Regions from separate parts of the Mus musculus genome. Here regions 2 and 3 are each linked to region 1. The links are chromatin contacts, called in public HiChIP or PLAC-seq maps. All regions are on one chromosome and are shown on one strand. Each heading gives the region's core, a stretch centred on a gene start, on an enhancer-like site or on the middle of the called end of the contact. The rest is flanking DNA. Distances are from core to core; before and after follow the strand shown. Region 1 overlaps Gm40287 (a long non-coding RNA gene). Region 2 has its middle 47 kb from the start of Gm48606. Region 3 has its middle 130 kb from the start of Gm36372.

Region 1 (3,080 bases), core at 204-2,703:
TGGATCCACATGTTTAGAAGAGTCCAGTTCGTCCATATCTCCATCAGCATCTCAGAAGCTTTAAGGTAGCTTCATTTGTATCATGGCCAAACTCGTTTAAAACATTCAGCTTAGCCACATACATTGTCATGAATGAAGTAGTCAATCTAGGTAAGAGTTGCCAGTGCACAGGCTTTGAAAGCTGCATTGTAGTGCTGGACAACCATTGACCTAAGAGAGAAAACAAATTAGAAGGCAAGAAGGTGGGTTAATAACACACAGCACATAAAGCTAAGAGGCAGGGTGGTAGATAACATAAGTGTTCCTATGATTGCTGCGTCCCAGGTTGGCAGTCTATTCCTGAACATGGGATGGTCTAAAACCCAAGCTGCTCATACGCAATGGCACTGAGATTGACCAAGCTGCCCATATGCAATGGCTCTGAGATTGAGTTTGATTTTCTGTCTTCATTAGACTAAGTGAAATGTTCTCTTTCTCTCAGGTGACATGTCTAAGAATTCCTTCAGAAAATGAATTTCCTACTATGTGTTAAGTAGCAGAGCTTTTGTGGGCTCTCTGAGTCTAAAATAGCTTTGCCATTTGTGAGCAGTCTTCCATTAACATGGCTTCCAAGCTCCCTTGAAGGGTGCTGTTGGAATCTGGTATGTTAAGATAAGGCATTTAGGAATCTTTTCCCACTTTCTCTGGGAGACATCACACACATTCCTGGATCTCTTGGCCAACCCTGACCCATGAAAACGTACTGTAACTATAGTAGCAAAAGGACAATGTTATGTTTTAAACTGAAAGCTTATAAAAGCATTTTAATCACTTATACATTATAAGGGAAAGTTATTTTTTACTATTATTTTTCATAAAACTATCAAAGAAGCCTTATAAGTTTTATGAACACTGTGTTTTTATGATCTCCTTTATTAATAAAAAGCTAATATTGTAATTGTTTCTGTGGTAACAGAATGATTACATAAATGAATATATTTAAGATAACTGCATACTCACTCCCCCCCCCCCTCTTTTCTTCATACAAAGTATGTACGTTTTCTTTAGAATCCAAATTTGTGCTTTGGGAAAGGCAGCCGAATAGCCAACGTTGTAATTTTATGAAACCACAAAAGGTTCTCTTATAAAGGGCTCTGACTTGAATGCACACTAAAAGGAAATTAATAGTCTCAGTTCAAACATCCTCCTTAATCCATCTCCTTTTGCCTCTTCTAGGCAAGAGAAGAATGCAGTTGTCACACTGGCTTAGGGAAGGGACAAGTGTTGAGCAGCAGGCTGCTGGCATGAAACCATGGAAGCTGGTCCTGGGGTATCTCAGCAGCCTTGAGGGAGCTGCCAGGCCAGAGATGTGTAGTGTGTCATTATCAATTTGCACTCTGATTTCCTAACAGTTCAAGAGGCCTTTTGACAAAAGCCTGCGTGCAGATCTAATAATAACTCTGGATTTTTGCTGAATGTCTCACAACCTGGGAACAGGCCCAATTGCTGAACATACTTACACTGCATGAGTTTGTTTTACTGAGCCTAAAAGGGACAGCCAAGATGATTAGAAAATGTGCTCTTGGGGAATGGTCCCCTTTTTAAATGCCTCTTTTAATAGAATTTCCGGTTGTTTCTAAGTCTGCATCCCAAGTGAGTAACTATTGCAATTGGGGATCAGAGATCTGTTTTCTGGGTCTAATGTAGATTCACATGGTCCTTATTACTAACCATATTATATTATAAGAATATCTAATGACCAAGACTGACCTACTTCTTGCTATTTAAACACAAAAGATCTAGCCTGTTTACAAGTCCCAATATGCATTTAAATCTCACAGCTAGCTGAGAGTCATACTCCTTATCAGTCTGGTTTCCCATTAGAATGTCCATTGGTAATTTGTATTCATTTTAGTCCATGGGAGTATATGGAAATACCTCCACCTCCACCTCTAAACATTCGTGAATTTGTTCAAAAAATGTAGTGTTTTCTGACCATTTCTATCTTCTAATGCAGTGTTCATCAAGGCAAATGGATCCTCCCACATTGTTGCCCAAGAGGCCAAGTTCTCATATTGTCAAATGAAAACAGTCTAGCACATGCTTAATATGAGGACAGAGAGTGGGAAGGAGAAGGGGATGGGTTCATATCTCATTCTCAACACCAGGGATTGTGCCATGCCTTGTTCAAATGAGAAACACGTGGTTCTGTGTCACTGGTCTCATTCTGTGCCTTTCCATTCCCCAATTCTCTGATCTTTGCATCTCTACCTCCTGATTAATATAATTTTGGATGTGAAATATCCTCCAAAGGCTGATGTGTGAAAACCTTGATCCCCATGGACCTATTGGAGGTGGTAACACATTCAGAGGTAAAATCTTTATGGAGGTAGTTAAGTCACAGAGGAATGCCTTGAAGGATATAGATATTAGAGGCCTGGACTCTTCCTCTAACCATTCCCTTTCAGATTATATAAAGCATAGCAGATTTCTGCTGCCATCTCTCACAGTTGTCATGCACCATGGTACCCTAGACCAATAGCAACACAGCCAAGCAACTATGAATTGGAATCTTTGAAATTGTAAGCCAAGTAAATAATTCCTCATTGTAAGTTGTGTCTCTTGGATATTCTATCACGGTGACACATAAAGATAACTAATACATCAACTCATTATATAGCATATATAGGTCTCAAAACTGAGATCTCTTGTATTATTTGCTCTCTTCACATGTCCAATATGAAACAGGGAAGAAGCTCAAAAACAGAAGAAAAAACTAAAGCTAAAAATTGTTATCAAACTAATGTTCTGGTAGTTTTAATAATTCTTGAAAGCATTGTGAGTAGAGAAGGTTCACATGGTATCACTATATATTAGATGCAAGATATACAACATGATACAAACATGAAGTGACTTTACATCACATAGAGTTATATCCTTCAGCAGACATAAGCGTGTCCCTTCAAAACTTTACCTAGAATTGAACATTCAACCTCTCCTTTTAGATATTTACAGAGATATAATAGTCTGCCCATTGTCTATAGTTAACTAATCACATTGCTATTAAGTACAGAACTATTAAAAATAATTTCTCTCTTGTA
Region 2 (2,700 bases), core at 15-2,514, 570 kb after region 1:
CGATCTCATGGCGCTTCAGTTTCTGTATCTGAAAGCTGGGAGAAGATTATGGATCATAAGTGGCTGTGATATCTCTGGGGCGAGGAACTCCATGCTTGCTGTGTGGTATTCAGCAAATATCCACCTGTGTGCTGAATTCAAACTTGTGATATACGTATGTTCCCCTCAGAACTGTCATTGGTCTTTTCAGAAGAGTCCCTGTGCTCACTCCCTGAGGCTCAGGGAGGTGTGTTGGGAGTGACAACCATAGTTTGAAAACTTCACTCATCTTGAATGTGTATCTTTTCATAACTGGGAAACATCGTGAGCTGCAACCTCCTATGGTCTATTGACAAAATAATTGGCTCAAGCTCAGAGCATTCTTAGGATTGTTCCTTGCCTTCTTCACCATCATGATTTCAGTCTTATTATGCAACTCTGAAGGTCAAACATGTTACTGGGGATGCGATCTCACAGCACTCAGATGATGGGTAACAGTAAGGACATTTAACTCTTATTAGATTTGTATGTTTTCTTCATCACAAAGTCCCATACTTGGACTGGGGATTTGACTCACTTGGTAGAATGCTTGCTGCCCCAAGCCCTTGGTTCTGTTGCCAGCAGCACACAAACCAGGCATGCAATCCTAGCACTTAGAAGGTTCAAACAGGAGGATCAGAAGTTCAAGGTCATCGGTAGCCACTTAGTGGATTCAGGCCAGAGAGATAAACAAAAAATCCCAGGACTGCTATTCATGAGCAAGTAACAAAACTTCTCCAGCCCCAGGCTTTGAACTTTAGGAAAGGTTCAACAATGGAAGCACCAACCATGAGGTGGATTAAGCATATAAAATCCTTACTGTGTGTCCGAGGCTCGGTGTCTAGCTATTCTGGCCACTGCAGTGAAAATAAACCTAAGTACAAATTCTGCTTTTGTGATTACTGTCCCCAAGATCCAGATACATAAAAGGTTTTGGACTCCTCTTTCTCATCTGTAGAAGAGAAAATGATACTCCTATAGATTATAAAGAGTGGAAAAGACTGAAAAAAAACACAGGAATAACTCCTTTGTTTCAAGAGGATTCCTACAGAACATATTCTGTAGACCCCGAGTTACTCACCCTCAGGATTATGCCCCATATAACTGTTTTAGCCAACCAGTGAGACCTGTAAGCCCCGCACTCAGAAGGACGAGGCAACTTGAATCTGAGTTCCACGACAACCCGAGCAGCGCAGTGAGACGCTATCTCTGGAACCCAACCAACCAAGCGGCCCCTCCAGCAGGAAGTGAGTTCAGATGAGGCTAAGCCGTTTTCCCCCAACACCAGCAGAGCCCTGGGTTCCCTTATCTTGACAGCCATGTGTGTGTGAAGGAGGTCAGTTCGCACTTGCGCCTGCCTGTCAGCTATTCTTCAAGCTTCCAAAGTTTGGCTGCAGGTTGTAAAATCATATTAAGTTCTGGCAGTTTAAGAAGCGTGCCCGGAAAAATAACCAGAGCAGGAAGGAGAAGAGAAGTATTTGAAGGGCGCAGATGGATTTTGCAGCTGGGGAAGGGAACATTAGCATTAGCGAAATGTCTGTGGTGGAGCCCAGGTTTCCTTCACACAAAGGTCACATCCCTTCACTGTGAAGAGAATCATGTTGAAGGTATGATGTTGCCGTTGCACTTTATCGTTCCCCATCCTGAAAGGTTTTCATCTTGGCAGCCTTTTCCCCTCTACTAATCCAATTCTCCTTGGAAAATGTCACTCCGCTTGAATTTTCATAGCTCTTCCCCTCACTTGGGCACCTGGGAGTTCCGGATCAGAGCTGCGAAGCCCACGAGAGGAGGAGACGCATTTCATTATTGTGGGCGCCGGATGAGTTAAGCTATAAAGAAATGCCAGGCAGTTTCTTTTCTGACTTTTTCCCCTTGGTCTGTTTTTCTACATCAGGCTGTCTCTATTGTATAGGCTAGATGGTCAGCGGAAAGTGCAGCTGCCCTCTCACGGGGGAGTGACAAGATGAGACACACATAGGGACTGTCAGCTGACCCTAAATACCATTCTAAGGAAAGAACGGGATTGGCCATGGAAGAAGAAACCTCTTCCGGAGCTTCACACCACACCAAGCTCTGCACAAAAGGGGGAGTTAGACAAACTGCTTAAAGTCAGTGGGCAGTGAAAAGAAGCTGGAAGCGAGCAGACCCAGACCTCATTGTCTCTCACATGTACCCAGTACCACAACCCCACAGAACATTTCTGTGGGCATGGCACCCTGGAAGAAGAAAACTTGACTTAAAATGTAGTCGATTTGGTTATTTTGTGGCATTAGGGATCTGGAGCTCCATCCCACAAGATCTCCATATAAGCAGACACCACACACAGCCCAGTGGATGTGGTTCCGAAGGAAATACTTTCCTTCATTTTTAAAAAATACTCATTCTGAGATTCACACAGAGCAGTTAATTCTCCGTGACCGGGTGTAGCTCATGTAAGACACTGATGGAGCTGGACACTGAGACAGAAAGCAAAACCAAGCCAACTCCAAAAGATCCAAAAGCATGCATGGTAAATTCTCTGACCACTGTATCAGTCCAGACGGAGCAAACCCCGAAGGACCCAAGCCTCTGTGTATTTACAGATTCAGCAGCTTGGTAAATAATCTGGAAGTCAAAATGGGAGATCACAGCAGAGCTCAGGAGCTGCTTTCAAATGAGTGACAGGTAATTCACAGCATGCTG
Region 3 (3,041 bases), core at 81-2,580, 740 kb after region 1:
AGATTGAGGGAACAGCCAACCAGTGACTGGCCCAACTTGAGATCCATCCCATGGAAGAGAGTTAACCCCTGATAATATTAATGATACTTTGCTATGCTTACAGATAGGAGTCTAGCATAACTGTCTCCCCAGAGGCTTCATCCAGCTGTGGATGCAAACAGATGCAGAGACTCTATCAGGTGGAGCTCAGGGAGTGTGGAGGAATGGGAGATAGGATTGAGTGAGCCAGAGGAGTCAAGGACACCACAGGAAGACCTACAAAGTCAAATAACCTGGGCCTATGGGGCTTCACAGAAACTGAATCACCAAGCAAAGAGCATATGTGGCTGGACCTAGCCACCACCCTCACATTTGTAGCAGATGTGCATCTTGGTCTTCATAATGGATTCCCTAGCAATTAGAGCAGGGATTGTCTCTGACTCTGTTCCCTGCCATTAGATTCCCTTCCCCTAGCTGGACTGACTAGTGGGAGAGGATGCACATAGTCCTGCTGCAACTTGATATACCAGAGCAGGTGGATACCCAAGGGGGCTTCCCTTTTTCTGAGAAGGGAAAGGGAGTAATTGGGAAGGAAATTTGTGAGCATGGGACTGGAAGGGGAGGGAGGCCAAAACTGGGATATAAAGTGAATAAATACATAAATGAGTAGGGGGAAAAGAGTATTCTTTAATTTATTTAGTAAATATTTACTGAGGAACTTTCTGCAACAGGCAAAATCTACATTATGGTCTTTAACCCTCCCTCCCCAAATAACAAGCCTGGATATATCAATTCACGTGAGAAGGAAACAGTTTCAAAGAAGTTGAATGAAAGAGAGAGAGAGAGAGAGAGAGAGAGAGAGAGAGAGAGAGAGAGAGAGAAAGGAGGGAGGGAGGGAGGAAGGAAGGAAAGGAAGGGAAAGGAAAGGAAAGGAAAGGAAAGGAAAGGAAAGGAAAGGAAAGGAAAGGAAAGGAAAGGAAAGGAAAGGAAAGGAAAGGAAAGGAAAAGAAAAGAAAAGAAAAGAAAAGAAAAGAAAAGAAAAGAAAAGAAAAGAAAAGAAAAGAAAAGAAAAGAAAGGAGAAAGGAACAAAGGAAGAAAGAAAGCACCAACAGCACTCAGCTAGCACATTCAGCACCATAGTTTAAATCCCTGCCCCTCTGACTCCAAACCTGTACTGACTGCCCTGAATTGATCTTCTTGTGCACACTGCCTTTGTTTTCTCCCTTCCTCTATCCCTTCCACTTTCTGCCTCTTTAAAAACTAATCTGAGGGCATAATATATTCAAACACAGAGGAGAACAAAGGCCCCTTCTTGGAAGGCTAAGGCATGGCATCTTAATTGAAACAAGATAATCCAAACATTTGCTTCACTCAACGTTTACAAATTCCATTTCATTGACTTATATTTTCACAACTGACTGTCATGTCAAAGTTATTTTATTTTCACAGAAGTTAGGAAAATACAAAGAGGGAAAGTTTTAGAACAAAGTGGCTTACAACACAGTTCAACCCTCTCTTCTTGATGTTGTAAGATTTGGGATGTTTCTAAGACACAATACTCAGGCCATTTGACACCATTTCCCATGAGATGCTGGTCCCTGGGCTGGACCCCTCAGATGTCCTGGATTGCTGGGAACTATTACTCTGGTTTCCAAAACCCCATTCCTTTGTCCAGCCATGATATCATCTCCTAGAAGGACCCTTCTTGCAAGATCAGAAAGAAACACCAGCAGGGACTGTCTTCAACATCCAGCCACAGTGCCAGAAAAGGGGCAGAGAACCCCCACTACCAAAGCTAAATTTTTTCCTCATAGATATGATTCCAATTCAAAATAAATGCAGCATTTCAGGGCCCTTTCTACATAGTACAAAGGCAGCATTTTGATAGGGGGATAAAAGTAAAGAGCTGTAGTATACATCCAGCCTAGGGCTCATCATCCTCTGATGTTAGGATGATATGGAGGAAGCCAAGAACTCTGGAATCAATAGAGTGGGCTTCTGCCACAAGCTCCATCCCTTGAACTGAAAATTCCTGTAGTTGAGATTTGTTATTCAAGAACTGGGTATTACTACCTCTATATCTTTTGCTTTAAGGGTTTGGCTATGACTCTTGTGACTTCACACATATGCAACCATCTGAAAGGCTGATTGGAGCTTGTGTTAGTTAGGTTTTTACTGCTGTGAACAGACACCACGACCAAAGCAACTCTTAAAAAGTACATTTAAGCCGGGCAGTGGTGGCGCAGGCCTTTAATCCCAGCACTTAGGAGACAGAGGCAGACGGATTTCTGAGTTCGAGGCCAACCTGGTCTACAGAGTGAGTTCCAGGATAGCCAGGGCTACACAGAGAAACACTGTATTGAAAAACCAAAAAAAAAAAAAAGTACATTCAATTGGGGCTGGCATACAGGTTTAGAAGTTTAGTCAATTATCATCAAGGAAGGAGCATGGTAACATCCAGGCAGGTGTGGTACAGGAGGAGTTGAGAGTTTTACATCTTCATCTAGAGGCTACTAGCAGAATATTGACTTCCAGGCAACTAGAATGAAAGTCTTATAGTCCACAGTGACACACCTATTCCAACAGGGCCAAAACTTCTAATCCTGCCATTCCCTGGGCAGAGCATATACAAACCATCACAGAGCTTCTGGGAAGGCTGCTCCTAAATTGTTGTCTGCAGGTGTGGTAACAGCAAACAAAACCCTCTGAGTCTTTTCCATCCCTTCCAGCTGGAATATACGCAGTCTCACACCTTACCTCCCAAGGGAGGCTGTTCAAGCCACTCTAAGCATAGCCACCCACCAATCCCAAAATACTCATTATCTCCCCTTCACTAAGAACAGGAATGCAACAACCAGGCTCCAGGCATGAGAGTATGGACTCTATATTCTTTACTTTTTTGTTGCTGTGAAAAAAAAAATATCCTGACTTAGGCAGCATAGGGGTTTATTTCAGATTGCAGCTCCAGCGAGGATACAGTCACACATGATTGGAAAGGCATGGTAGCTGGAGCATGAGGCTACCCTGGCAATCAGGAAGCATATTGAATATAGGAAAAAGA

What was found. HiChIP or PLAC-seq counts read pairs in DNA pulled down with a chosen protein or histone mark.
Region 2: an H3K27ac HiChIP or PLAC-seq map of heart atrium shows a contact between it and region 1, with 7 times the contacts expected there. The contact joins two enhancer-like sites. A contact is called at or near these places in 6 of 39 promoter capture datasets (the 3T3-L1 cell line, the C10 cell line, cranial neural crest and 2 more), 1 of 15 datasets of contacts at CTCF or cohesin (pro-B cells), 5 of 484 Hi-C or Micro-C datasets (the HL-1 cell line, Sertoli cells, cardiomyocytes and 2 more) and 2 of 115 datasets of contacts at active chromatin or transcription factors (cardiomyocytes and heart atrium).
Region 3: an SMC1A HiChIP or PLAC-seq map of the NIH/3T3 cell line shows a contact between it and region 1, with 6 times the contacts expected there. The contact joins two enhancer-like sites. A contact is called at or near these places in 1 of 15 datasets of contacts at CTCF or cohesin (the NIH/3T3 cell line) and 1 of 115 datasets of contacts at active chromatin or transcription factors (vascular smooth muscle cells).

Annotation. Positions count from the first base shown.
Region 1 is chr12:15,616,153-15,619,232 of GRCm38.p6, forward strand. The region is part of intron 1 of Gm40287 (a long non-coding RNA gene); the gene reads left to right. Among named protein-coding and RNA genes, the nearest start is that of Gm40287, 11 kb to the left of the region's middle. Within about 2 kb of position 1,454, at least 58 of the 459 cell types and tissues checked have an H3K27ac peak or open chromatin away from gene starts, as enhancers often do. A contact at or near this core is called in the NIH/3T3 cell line and heart atrium, where this site is marked.
Region 2 is chr12:16,184,302-16,187,001 of GRCm38.p6, forward strand. No RefSeq gene overlaps it. Among named protein-coding and RNA genes, the nearest start is that of Gm48606, 47 kb to the right of the region's middle. Within about 2 kb of position 1,265, at least 69 of the 459 cell types and tissues checked have an H3K27ac peak or open chromatin away from gene starts, as enhancers often do. A contact at or near this core is called in heart atrium, where this site is marked.
Region 3 is chr12:16,357,676-16,360,716 of GRCm38.p6, forward strand. No RefSeq gene overlaps it. Among named protein-coding and RNA genes, the nearest start is that of Gm36372, 130 kb to the left of the region's middle. Within about 2 kb of position 1,331, at least 21 of the 459 cell types and tissues checked have an H3K27ac peak or open chromatin away from gene starts, as enhancers often do. A contact at or near this core is called in the NIH/3T3 cell line, where this site is marked.